Linked DNA regions of Mus musculus: region 1 is linked to region 2. A link is a contact called in public HiChIP or PLAC-seq data. All regions are on one chromosome and are shown on one strand. Each heading gives the region's core, a stretch centred on a gene start, on an enhancer-like site or on the middle of the called end of the contact. The rest is flanking DNA. Distances are from core to core; before and after follow the strand shown.

Region 1 (6,145 bases), core at 706-3,205, 490 kb before region 2:
TAATTCATTGTTGTGATGTCCAGGATCTTGAACAGTTTTGGGGTTGTAGAATTTCCCAGCAAGTATGGACAGGCCTCAAGCAGGAGCATCCATTAGCAGAGATATAAAAGAAGGTTTGGCTCGGGCTAGAAGTAGTAGTACTGATAGCCAGCCCTTCCTTGCCAAACAGAACCCCAAAATGTATTCAGGCTTCCCATCATGTTCTGTAAGAGACCCTACTTTACATGACTATATTTTTATGTCTCAGTGGAATTCCATCTCTGTGTCTTTTGTCTGGAACACAAGTCTAGCTGGATCTGTTTGAACATTGTTTGTTTTCTGACCTGGAGAATGAATCTGGACCAGTCAAGTGACCCAGCTCATATTAATGAAACACAAAGAGAACAGGTTTCTAGAAACATCCAGGCAGAGAATCTTCTTTAAGTAGACTTTAGATGTCGTTGCTGAATCTGAGAATCTGGATTCCCATCAGCCAGAGGGAGACAGAGCCAGGAGAATGACAAGGAGGGCTGCTGGATCCTTTGCTGGGAGCGTGTCTCACAGTCTGCTTCATCTCTGGACTAGCATTTCTGTCAGCTAATAAAATCCCCGTTGCTTATGCCAGCTTGAGCTGGTCTTTCTGTTCCATGCAGGCAAAAGCATTCCTACTGATATACCTTAAGCATGAACTAAGAATAAAAGTCTGGAGTGGGTTATGAGCATAGGCAGAGCATGAATTTGGGAAGGAAGGGATTTGCTTATTCAGTAAACATTTACTGAGTGATCCCAGGTGCCAGGTGCACATGCTCATGATGAAAGCACAAAAGGAGCAACATGCCACAGGCTGATCAGTAACGAGCCCTGGTCCTGACAACCATCAACTGAGGTCATGACTCTCTACTGCCTATAAGACCAAGGGATCACATAGTACCCTGAGGGATAAAAAATGAAGGAGGAGTGGGATGAGGGAGACAGAAAGAGGCAGAGAAGAGAAGCAAGGGAGGGAAAAAGGAGGGGGAGAAATGTTCCATGAAGCAACCTAATAACACAGCAAGAAACACTTAAGATAGGATAGAATCAATAGACTCTACTAAAATAATCAGAAAGACAGAATATTGGTCATTTAAATATTGTTTGAAGGATGAGTATTATAAAGCCTTTCCTAAACAATTCTAGAAGCAAAGAAGGGCACGCATATTAAAGATATTGTATTATAGTGTCCTCCTTAGAAGGCAGACCAATTTACTTTAGATACCAGGGGCAACAAATGACAGCTGGACAGCAAAGACTTGCTTTAATAAAGCAATGTCCCACAGATGCCCAAATATTTTGTTGTTCTTGTATTTGGCCTGTGCAACTACACAGCTTCGTATAGGAGGGGAAGGAAATCCTGGGACCACTTTGAAACACACAATTTACAAATGGTTGGCTACACACAATTTCTGAGTCCCTCTGTTACATCCGTACAAAAGGATGGGTTTGCTAATAGCATTCTCTTGATAGGTAATACTAAGGGTCCAATAAGATAAGGTATACAAAGTATATGCAAAAACCACTGCTGGAACTGAGTAAGGGTTAAGCTCTACCCAGATCAGCTACTAATCGGATTGTAAATAAGAGGAGATAGAAATAAGAGAGGTTTGAAAAGCCCTTGGAGAGGTACAGATTAAAATTTACTTTTAAGAATGCAGATATAATATCGTATTCACAGACACAAAGGGTAGATGCTCAGGGTAAATACAGGCTCACAGAAGTCCACAGAATAGCAGGGACTTCTGAGTTCTTTTGGATCATCAGATTAGGATGAAACTTGCCAGTCTCAGCTTTGACTGCCACACGGAGAAGGTGGGTAGCACAGCTTCTCACCAAGGGTAGGGGTCACACTAAGAAGGAGCCCCCTCTGCCCATCACAGTCCATGCAGATTCCAGTCTTGTAACACTGGCTTGAAGGACTGCTGTGTGTCCTACTGGCCAGGAGCCAGCAGCTCATAATCCACACTCTTTTGATGAGTGGAATGCAGTTATGAGGCATTCACTAAGGGCTGAGACACAGTCTGTAACCACAGAACATAGTCAATTTAGCTCTCCTCCCTGCTCCCTACCCTGAACTTGAACCAGAGATCTGGCCTTCCTGGCCCCGCTTTGTAGACTGAAGATATGAATCATCCCAGATCCTCTCTATCAGCCAGGGTGGGTCAACTTGTGCTTGTAAACTTGTCCTGGGGAGCCTTTCCTCAGTTGGAATGAGGGATGGTGCTGGGTGCTTCCGTTTGAAGCCCCAAATCTATTCTGCCCTGTTTACATTGGAACATCTTCTGTGGCATTTAAAGTCTCAAAATATGTAGTTTCATATAAACTTACTAGACGGGCTAACAACTGTTTAATGACTGCCTAAAATAACTGAAGTGAAAAAGAGCAAACTCCCAAAAGTATTCCCGAGACAGTCTTGAACTCTCCTTCAAAATAGCTGGATATTTAAAGAAATGTTTTCATTATTCTCAGCCGTTTTTTTTTTTTTTTTAATTCAAGGGGGAAAAATTAGAGACCATACACATAGCAAGAATGCACTTGAATGCATTTCTTTAAATGCTGAATAAAAGCTAACATTTTTAAACCAGACATTATTTCTGAAACAAACTTTTGACAAATTGGACATCATGACCAGCATCAAGTGATCTAAACTGCTTTTCACTCTACCAAGTAGAGCTGCTAAAACCATAATTGTGGGTGCTTCATTTGACAAAATACAAACAGCATAGAACCATCGAAGACCTGCTGAGACACTATCCACACCTGACAGACATTAGGCAAGAAATATTTCATCTGGATGCCACTAATTTTACAAAATATATTCTACCTTCCTATGGCTTGCATCACAAAGAAGAGATATGAGATAAGTCCAAATGTCCCTCTAGCAAGAGGCTCATAGGCTCCTTAAGTATGTGTAAAATTCAGTTTGGAAATTGGAAAAACTTTACAGTATCGTTAACATAACTTTTCTCAGGCATTGAAAAAAATCACAGCATCCTCCTCTAGGATTCAGGGAGTGTTGATTTATATGACCCATGGGGTCAAAACACATCATGAAAATAAAGTCCATTTTATGAGACAAGTCACAGGAATAAGTTCAATATTTTCAAGGTTGTCTTGACCAGTCTCCATTATCAAAATCTGAGGTTATAATCACCTATTGGCATGTGTGCTTGGTCACCCAAGTAAAAGAATTTGCTTACACACTTCCACATAATAAGGATAAGAATGATTTAAGGTCATGGTAAAGGTATGATGTGAGGGTCAGCGCTAACACAGTTCCAGATAGTCAGTGGGCAGCATGAAGCTGTTAAAATATTTAGAGAAGTCAGGCTGGTGCCTACCTTGAGCTTTCACTCCTTCATGATACATGAAGGTACTCTGTACGCTACCAACCCAGCTACAACATCTTTAATCCACAATGATGACCTGACTGTAAGATGTGCCAGAGAAATGTTGGCACAGAGCTTGTGCACATAACCAACCAATATCTGATTAGATTTAAGGCTCACTCCTTGAGATGAAAGCCATCCTAAACATGACTGGGTGGCCACAAACCAGAAGGACCTGAGGGAAAAAACAAATACTCCTGTTCTAGCAAAAAGTCCCCCAATAACATTCTGCTATACTAATAGATCAGTTCTCACTCAGATATCATTTGGAGAAACATTCTACTTCAGTAGATGGGAACAAAGTCAGGGATCCACAGCTGGACAATGTGCAGAGAGTAAGAGACCTTGGAACATTCAATCCGAAATGAGATGTCTCATCAATTCCTTCATCTCAGGACTGAGAGAACTCTGCAAAAGAGGAGGTGGAAGTAGTTTAAGAGCCAGAGGGAGTGGAGGACACAAGGCCTTCTAAATACAGCAGGACAGACACACAGACACTCAAAGAGCCTGTGGCAGCATGCACAAGGCCTACTCAGGTCTACATCAGATGGGGTCCCAGCACTGAGAGAAGTGAAGACAAGCTCCCATGCCTAACCCAGAAGCTGTGTCCAATTGATAACTATGAACAAATGAAAAATCAGTTCTTTCCAATGGAGTGTTACTGAGGAAACAAACCACTCGTAAGGCCAGGCTCCATACCTAGCAGTCAATGGCCCACACAAAATTAACTCAATGGCTTTTTTTTTTCAAATAAATATCCTTTATTAAAGAAAAAAATGAATATTGTTAAGCACCAAAACTGTGTATTGTTACATTGCATATACAATAAGAAAGGTGAATGCAACACTGGGTGAGCAAGTACTTAACTCTGAAGTCAGGAGTGTGAAATGTAAAAAAAAAAAGCAGCAACTACGATGCAGAAAGGCTGCACTAAGGAGAAGACAACAGTCAAAACAGTGATTGGAGATTTCATAATATTGCTATAAATGCCTGCTTAGTAGTTTCCTTATACTTGTAAGACTTGAGAGTGTTAATTGAGCATATTTACGTATATAAATTTGCAAGAGATGGCATTTATAGCATGCTGTGGACAATCCACTTAATGTCATGGTGGGAATGCCATCTGTGTCTCATGAGGTTAGACAGGGCATTTTTTTTCTAAACCTATAGGTCCTTTGTGCATATATATTATGGCTGTTGGTTTTTGTGTTTTTAGAGGATTCCTGTGCATATGAACATATGTGTGTCTTTGTCTACACTTGTATCTTGTATTTTTTCTTTGGATCTTTTTCTTCTGTTTGTTTGGTTTTGTTTAATATTATTTTATTGTACTTTATTATTATTCTTTAAATGCCTGTTTGTTCCCTAAAGAGAGACATAAAGAGTATATATTCTGATGTGAGGGAGGTTGGGAAAAAAATCTAGGAGGAGTTGGGGGAAGGGGAAACTGTGATCAGACTATATTATGTGAAAAACAATTATTTTCAATAGAAGAAAGAAAAGGAAAAGGAAATATTTCCATTTGATGCACAGAGTTCAACTTCAGGACTGAATTCTAGGCAATAAACTCAAGTTCACCACCATACTGCCCGTGACAGTTCAAGTAAGCCAACCTCCTTATGTAAAAACTGCTGTTTCAAAAGCCATGGTAAAATACTACCTCACCACTGATAATACTAAGAGGGAACTCTGTGGCAAAAAACCAAAAAGGTATCATGATATTCAAGCTTGGGAAAAAATGAAGTATGGAAAAAGGCTGATGTAACGACTCACGCTCTCTCCTGTATAATAGATGTGGCCAGGAGTGCTAGGGAACCATGGAAGTACGACAGTCTTCTTGTGACATATGTCCATCCCTTTTCTGCAGTCATGAGTAATGGAGTCACATTCAAAATAAAGCCATAAGTGAGGCAATCAAACCAGCCAGTCTGAAGGCAATAGGATGCATGTTCAAGCAGAAGAGCCCAAGGGTTCCCAGGAGAAGCTACTTTAAAAGAATCGGTGTAGAATCACAGTTCTAGTCTAATGTGTACTCTTCATCTCTTTCCAAGGTCTGTCCTGACACTAATCTGACTTCATATTTCATGGCAACAAATAAACACACACACACATACATGCACACATAGAAGCTTATAACCTATACAAATGCATAGTCATATGTACAAAACATACACACATGCAAACATGCATACACACTCATATAAATACACACACGCAGACCAAAACCTCAAAAGTAATGATTACATTCTATATTACCTGTCTCCCCGTATATTAAGAAGAAATTATTTTTAATCATTGTCATTGAAAAATGGTAAACTGTTTAAATTTATGGTATCACATTTGACTAAGTAGTTCAGAGTACTCACTGTTTTCATGGAGGACCTGGGCTTGATTCCTGGCACTCATACAGCCACTCATGCCCCTCTGGGAGTCCAGTCCCAGGGGACTGAGTGACGTTTTATCCTCCTTGGGCATGACCGATGCAAATAGTGCACAAACATACATGTAGGAAAACACTGATATATATAAAAAATAATAACAAAGTATCTCTTTCATATGATTTATGGAGATAACTTATTGATAAGGCTAAACATTGTCTCATTACACCTGTATGTATTTTTCCAACCTATCCAAAGTAGTAATTTTCACTTCCATACACAAAATACTAGAAGCAGAAAGCTGGACATGCTGGTACATGGCCTAGAGCCTAGGAGTTAAAGGTAGGATGACTGATTGTTCAACAT
Region 2 (6,131 bases), core at 505-3,004:
ATTAAGCTTAATGAGGTAGGAAAACCTGCCTATTATGTACCATGCCATCCAGGGTGCCAGACTCAATATGATGAGAAAGCCAGCTGACCATAGCAGTCATTTCTCTCTGCTTCCTGATTGTGAATGGAATGTGACAGCTGTCTCAAGTTCCTGCCACCATAGCTTTATATCTGTGGTGGCCAATATCCTCAAATTGTGAGCCAAAAGAAACCCTTTCCCTCTTAAGCTGTTTCAACCAACGTGTTTATCACAGCAACAAAGAAATTAGCTAAGACAACAAGTATGTGAGTAACTGAGCATAGTCCAGATACAGAGGGAACAGAAGAGTCAGTAAAAGGATGATGTTAATCCAGAGAGTGATAAGAAGTAAGAGGACCAAGAAACACCCACTCAAGTGCTGCCTCAACTGCTCATATGAACCCTTACAAAAGGGACTCACTGTTCTTTACACGTTTGTTCACATGTACATGTGCACATCGTATACACACACACACACACACTGCTCACTATGAGCATTAAGAAAAAGAAGCAAAACTTAAATGTAATGGATAAAGAACCTTCAGAACTGACACATGCGAAAGGCTGATGTTTCATAAGAAAACACAACATTGAAAAAACGTGTAGAAGTGCAAGGCCATTCTCTGAGGTAGGTCTGGACCTCGACTGCTCTTCCTCCTGACTTAGAGCAGGCTCTGCTTAGTGCTGCAGAGTTATCTTTGCCTGAGGGAATGGAAAGGCATCTCCTTTGAAATGCCTTTGTTGTAAGACTGTCGGGGAGGCCAACAGAGCTGAGAGGAGATAGAAGCAGTAAGGTGCAGACACTGGTTAACTCTTGGGAACACAACCTCATCTTTGCTTTAAATTGTTGTAGTTTTAGATATTCATATAAATTTAAAATTTAGAAAGATATTCATCAAACTAATACCATTGTGTCTGGGAAATGGGGGAGAGCAGTATTCGAGGGAGATAATAATAATAAACCTTTTCATTAGTATTGCCATTATCTAAATGGTTCATAAATCTAAAAATTTAGAAGATAATTTTAGATTCAGAAAAATGTATTTTAAAATCAGTGCAAGTGGGCAGGAGAGATGGCCCAACAGTTAGGAGTGCTTGCTGCTCTTGTGAAGATCTTGGGTTTGATTCTCATCACCCACATGACTCATAGCGACTCGAGTTTCAGGGGATTTGACACCCTCTTCTGGACTCCAAAGAAACAAGGTATGCATTGCTACACAAGCATACACTTCAGCCAAACACTCATACGTATAAAACAAAGATAACTTTAAAATAATTATTGCAATTACATTAAAAGTATATATATATATATATATATATATACATGCTTTCATTTACTAATTTACTTCCCTCACTTCTCCTTGGGCAGAAGCTAGACAAACAGATTTCACTTCCACTTAACCTCTGAGTGGAAATATTAAACAGAAGCAAAGAGCCACACAGCCAACATTAAGCAGGACAAAGGCATGGAGACCACCTCCTGGATTGAGCTGGTTGCTGGGTTGCTCTTGTAGAGGAGTTGAGACATGTCACAGGCATCCTGCAGCAGAGCTCACTATAAGTACTTTCTCCTGCCCAGCCTTTCTCAAGGCACTTTCTCCAAGAAGAATGCAGCAGTACCTCCTGTGTGCCAGACGCTGTTGGAAACCCTCTCTGCTCACAGCTATAGCTATCTACATCCTGGTTTGCAGGCTGGATCTCCAGGAAGTCCATACACTCCTTGAAAGCAGGAAACATCTGCCCTAAGCTTTGAGTCATCATTTCTCTGCACAGGGCCCAGCACAGCACGGGCTCTTAGCACACATTTGTGGGAGGGATGAGTGAGGACATGAAGGGGAGCACAGAGCAGCTCCAGAAGACACAGCCTTCAGTCATGGCTGAGGGCTCCTTTATTCCAAGGGAATGCTGTTCCTCACACTGCAAGAGAAATCAATAGAGAACCATCTGTCCTGTGTAATGGACTCACTCAGACCACAGGCTTGTTTATTTGCTTGGTCATACTTACACCTCCTATGTCTCCTTCCTCCATTGCAAGGCTCTTTAGAGTCCCAAGGCCAGAGAGGGAAGACAAAATCATGGGGTGGGGGTGGGGGGTGGGTTTACACAAATAATTTCATGCCTAGTGTTAGACACTGACAAGCTTCATAGATGCCAATACTATGGTGTCTCTCAAATTTTCCCAGCATGTGTGCCCTCAAAAACAGATGTGAGCACTAACAAAGGTGCCCAGGAGAGAACTGCCTGGTGCTTATCTGGCCCAAGACACAAGCTCCAGTGATTTTAGCCTTCACCTTCTATTGTCTCATTGGCCCGAATTATAACTAATAGATTAGCAGGCAGGGAAAATATCTGAAAGAGCCACCAGCTCGCTTGGCAGCAGAAAAGAATACCATTATGATAACACTAAGCTATGAGGAGGAAACAATGCCAGGGCTGGATTTGGAGAGAGTCATGGGGAGATGCAAGAGGGCTTCACAAACCCTCCAACTGTTTACCAAAGTCCTGATGCCTTCCCTCCTAAGTTCCCTGACGAATCTGCCATGCAACTGCACCAAAGCAACCTGAAGGCATGCAAAGGCCATTTTCAAATCTCCCAAATGCTTTATTTGAAAGAGTCCAACACGGATCTGAGAGGCTTGTGATGTGCCTCAGTCTGCACTCGCCTGCCAGGCAGGGAGTCAGAACTTCCTGACAGGGAACACATTTGGTCTCTGAAGCTGGATCTGTGGTGGAATGGCTGGCCCCTGTGGTTTTGAATTCACTTCCATGTAGGACTGTTGATGCAGTGCTTTTTATTTTAGTAAGCAGAAGATATCATTCCGGCCAGAGAAGCACCTGTTGTCCACACTGCCAACTGCCATTTCCTTCCTACAGGCAGGAAGTCAAAAACTGAAAGTCTCTAAAATTGTCAGCGAGAGCATTTGTAATCTAGAGGTTCATTCATTGTTTTCAGCAGAAGGTCTGGGAAATAAAATGGACAAACTGCCAAGAATGTTCTGGAGTTGGCTTCCTGAGATCACATGGTGTTGAGGTGCATAAAGTCAGAGATGGTAACAGTGACACTTCTCTTGGATCACGCTGGATCTGCAGAGCCTGGGGAAGAGGTGGAAACAAGGTCCTGGGCCTAATTTACAATTTCTAAAGCTTGCTGAGCCTCATAAGCAGGTGTGACCAAATAAATCACTAGAAGTCATTGCAATAAGCTCATGACCCCATGCGCTCTCTGCCCTCCACTGATGTTATGCTCTCAGAGTTTACACTATCCTAAATTTAGTATGTGATCATGCATAGCTTCATCTGTTCAGGTAGCAAATAACCTTAGCCTTTGTATAAAGCCAGAGCAATGCCATAGTCCCTTTGGAAGCCCTTTCCTAATGGACTCTTCCTGAAGTAAAAAAAAAAAAAAAAAAAAAAAAAATGCAAAGAAAGCCTTGATATTTTTAAATGATCTCCTTTCATGATGCCATAGGTCTTAAAGGAGAAAACTAAAACAACATCTTCCCATCTCTCCATATAACCCCTCACCACTGCAAAGGATGGCTGCTCAAGACTATGAAACACAAGAGCAAAGGGAAAAAAATGAAGAAAGAAAGAGAAAAAGGAAGGAAGGAAGGAAGGAAGGAAGGAAGGAAGGAAGGAAGGAAGGAAGGCAGGGAAGGAAGGAAGTTAAATGTTGCTTTTCAGGAGATGACAATGACCCAAGTTCACCTTTTATGACTTCAGAGTGATGGATTTAGTCAATTGAAACTTACCTAAATGTGCTTGCATCCCTCATCAATTAACATGAGTTCACTCCCAAATTCATAAGCTTGAGTTTTCCAAACTCCCACAGTTGAGGACTTAATTGGTCCAATTTTTGTTCAAGCTTAAAATCTTGAAAGCACTCAGTAGGATTGACCATAGACTCAGAAAACATGCAGTCAACTTGACTGATGTATTTGAAACAATTTCAAAGCAGTCTGCCTATGAAGCAATGCTCCCTAAGTGGCACATGTTTGGTTTCTGGCTAAGGCTGGCTTTAGAGTTGATCCTCTAAAAATAGGCCTTTGTAAAAACGAAGGTTCTAGGAAATAATCTAACTCAGATTTTGAACACATGTACAAGTCCCTGAGTTTACACTTTAGCACTGGAAAAAAAAACTAAAATAAAACTTAAAATTATATAATAAAAGTTAGTCTAAAGCTGTGAGTCTTATGGAAATAAGATAGAGATGAGAGATAGAGTTTCACCTCTCTATGTAAACCTGGCACACTGATATCAGTGGACATTGGATCGGATAACTCAGAGCCACACCCCAAGGACCATTTCCTCTTCACCTTCTCAGACAAGTCCTACTTCTTCCCCCTTTAAGTCCTTCAGATGAGGATAAAGGCTTCAGTCCAAGCTCTAATTAGGGATTGAAGTATCCTCACTTGGGCCTTCCTTCTTGTTACACTTCTTATGATTCATGGGTAGTATTCTACGTTTTCTGTACTTTTTGGCTAATATTCACTAATCAATGAATACATACCATGCATACCCTTTGGGGCCTGAGTTACCTTACTCAGGATGATATTTTCAAGTTATATCCATTTGCTGCAAAATTCATGATGTCCTCATTTTTAATAGCTTAATAGTATTCCATTATGTAAATGAACCACAATTTCTGGATCCATTCTTTGGTTGAAGAACATCTGGGTTGCTTCTAGCTTCTGGCTTTTACGAATAAAGCTGCTATGAAAATAGTGGAGCATGTGTCCTTGTGATATTGTAGGGTGTCTTTTGGCTACATGCCCAGGAGTGGTATAGCTGGGTCTTCAGGTAGAACTATTTCCAATTTTCTGAGGAACCTCGAGATTGATTTCCAGAGTGGTTGTATCAGTTTGCAATTCCACAAGCAATGAAGGAGTGTTCCTCTTTCTCCACATCCTTGCCAACATGTGCTGTCACTTGAATTTTTGATCTTTACCATTCTGATTGGTGTAAAGTGGCATCTCTAGGTTGTTTTGATTTACATTTCCCTGATGACTAAGGACTTTGAACATTTCTTTAAGTGCTTCTCGACCATTCACGATTCTTTTGTCTCAAATTCTGTTTAACTCTGTACCCCATTTTTTATTGGGTTATTTGGTTTTTTTGGAGGTTAACTTCTTGAGTTCTTTACATATTTTGGATATTAGCCATCTGTCAGATGTAGGGTTAGTGAAGATTTCTTTCTTCAATCTGTAGGTTGCCTATTTGTCCTAATGACCATGTCTTTTGCTAGGATATAACCCACAGACCGTAAAAAAGTTTAACAAGGAGAAAGGCCTAAATGAGAATCCCACTTAGAAGAGGGAACAAAATAATCTTGGGAGGCAGAGGGAGGGAGAGAGGGAGGGAGGGAGGGAGGGGCACGGGTGGGAGGGAAGGGTATGGGTGGGAGAGGAGAGGTAGAGGGGAAAAGGGGAACAGGATCAGGTATGGGAGGGGGCAGGAGAGAAGTCTAGAGGCCCAGGAGAATAAATGGAAATATGCAGCCTTGGTGGGTGCAAGTTAGAAGGATCCTCTAGAAAGTAATAGATACTTGGGAGATGAGAGCATCTCAGGATTCAATGGGGGTGACCTGAGCCAAAATACCCAACAGTGGGGAGAAGGAACTTGAGAGTCCACCTCTAGTAGATAGACAGTGACTCAAGTGGAGGGACAGGATTATAGTCAAAATTTCTAACCTAGAATTGCTCCTGCCTAAAAGAACTGCAGGGACAAAGTGAAGAGACTGAAGGAAAGGTGGTACGATGACCAACCCAACTTAGTATCCATCTCAAGGGTCACCAAGGCCTAACACTATTACTAATGTGTGCTTACAGACAGGAGACTGTCATGGCTGTCTGAGAGGCCCAACAAGCAACTGACTAAGACAGATGCAGATAATTACATCCAACCATTGGGCTGAAGTCAGGGCCCTCTGTGGTTGAATTAGGGAACGGCTGGAAGAAGCTGAAGGGGAGGGTAACCCCATAGAAAGAGCAGCAGTCTCAACTAACCCCTGGGAGCTCCCAGAGACTGACCAGGCAGCATACACAGGACTGGTCTGAAGCCACCAGCACATATATAGCAGAGGCCTGCCTGGTCTGGCCTCAGTGAGAGAAGAT

Evidence for each region. HiChIP or PLAC-seq counts read pairs in DNA pulled down with a chosen protein or histone mark.
Region 1: a contact with region 2 is called in an HNF4G HiChIP or PLAC-seq map of pancreatic cancer cells. The contact joins two enhancer-like sites. A contact is called at or near these places in 5 of 39 promoter capture datasets (the 3T3-L1 cell line, cranial neural crest, hippocampal neurons and 2 more) and 1 of 115 datasets of contacts at active chromatin or transcription factors (pancreatic cancer cells).

The regions. Positions count from the first base shown.
Region 1 is chr2:14,647,336-14,653,480 of GRCm38.p6, reverse strand. All of the region lies in intron 2 of Cacnb2 (calcium channel, voltage-dependent, beta 2 subunit), which reads right to left. Among named protein-coding and RNA genes, the nearest start is that of Gm32741, 46 kb to the right of the region's middle. Within about 2 kb of position 1,955, at least 22 of the 459 cell types and tissues checked have an H3K27ac peak or open chromatin away from gene starts, as enhancers often do. A contact at or near this core is called in pancreatic cancer cells, where this site is marked.
Region 2 is chr2:14,161,449-14,167,579 of GRCm38.p6, reverse strand. No RefSeq gene overlaps it. Among named protein-coding and RNA genes, the nearest start is that of Tmem236, 10 kb to the left of the region's middle. Within about 2 kb of position 1,754, at least 99 of the 459 cell types and tissues checked have an H3K27ac peak or open chromatin away from gene starts, as enhancers often do. A contact at or near this core is called in pancreatic cancer cells, where this site is marked.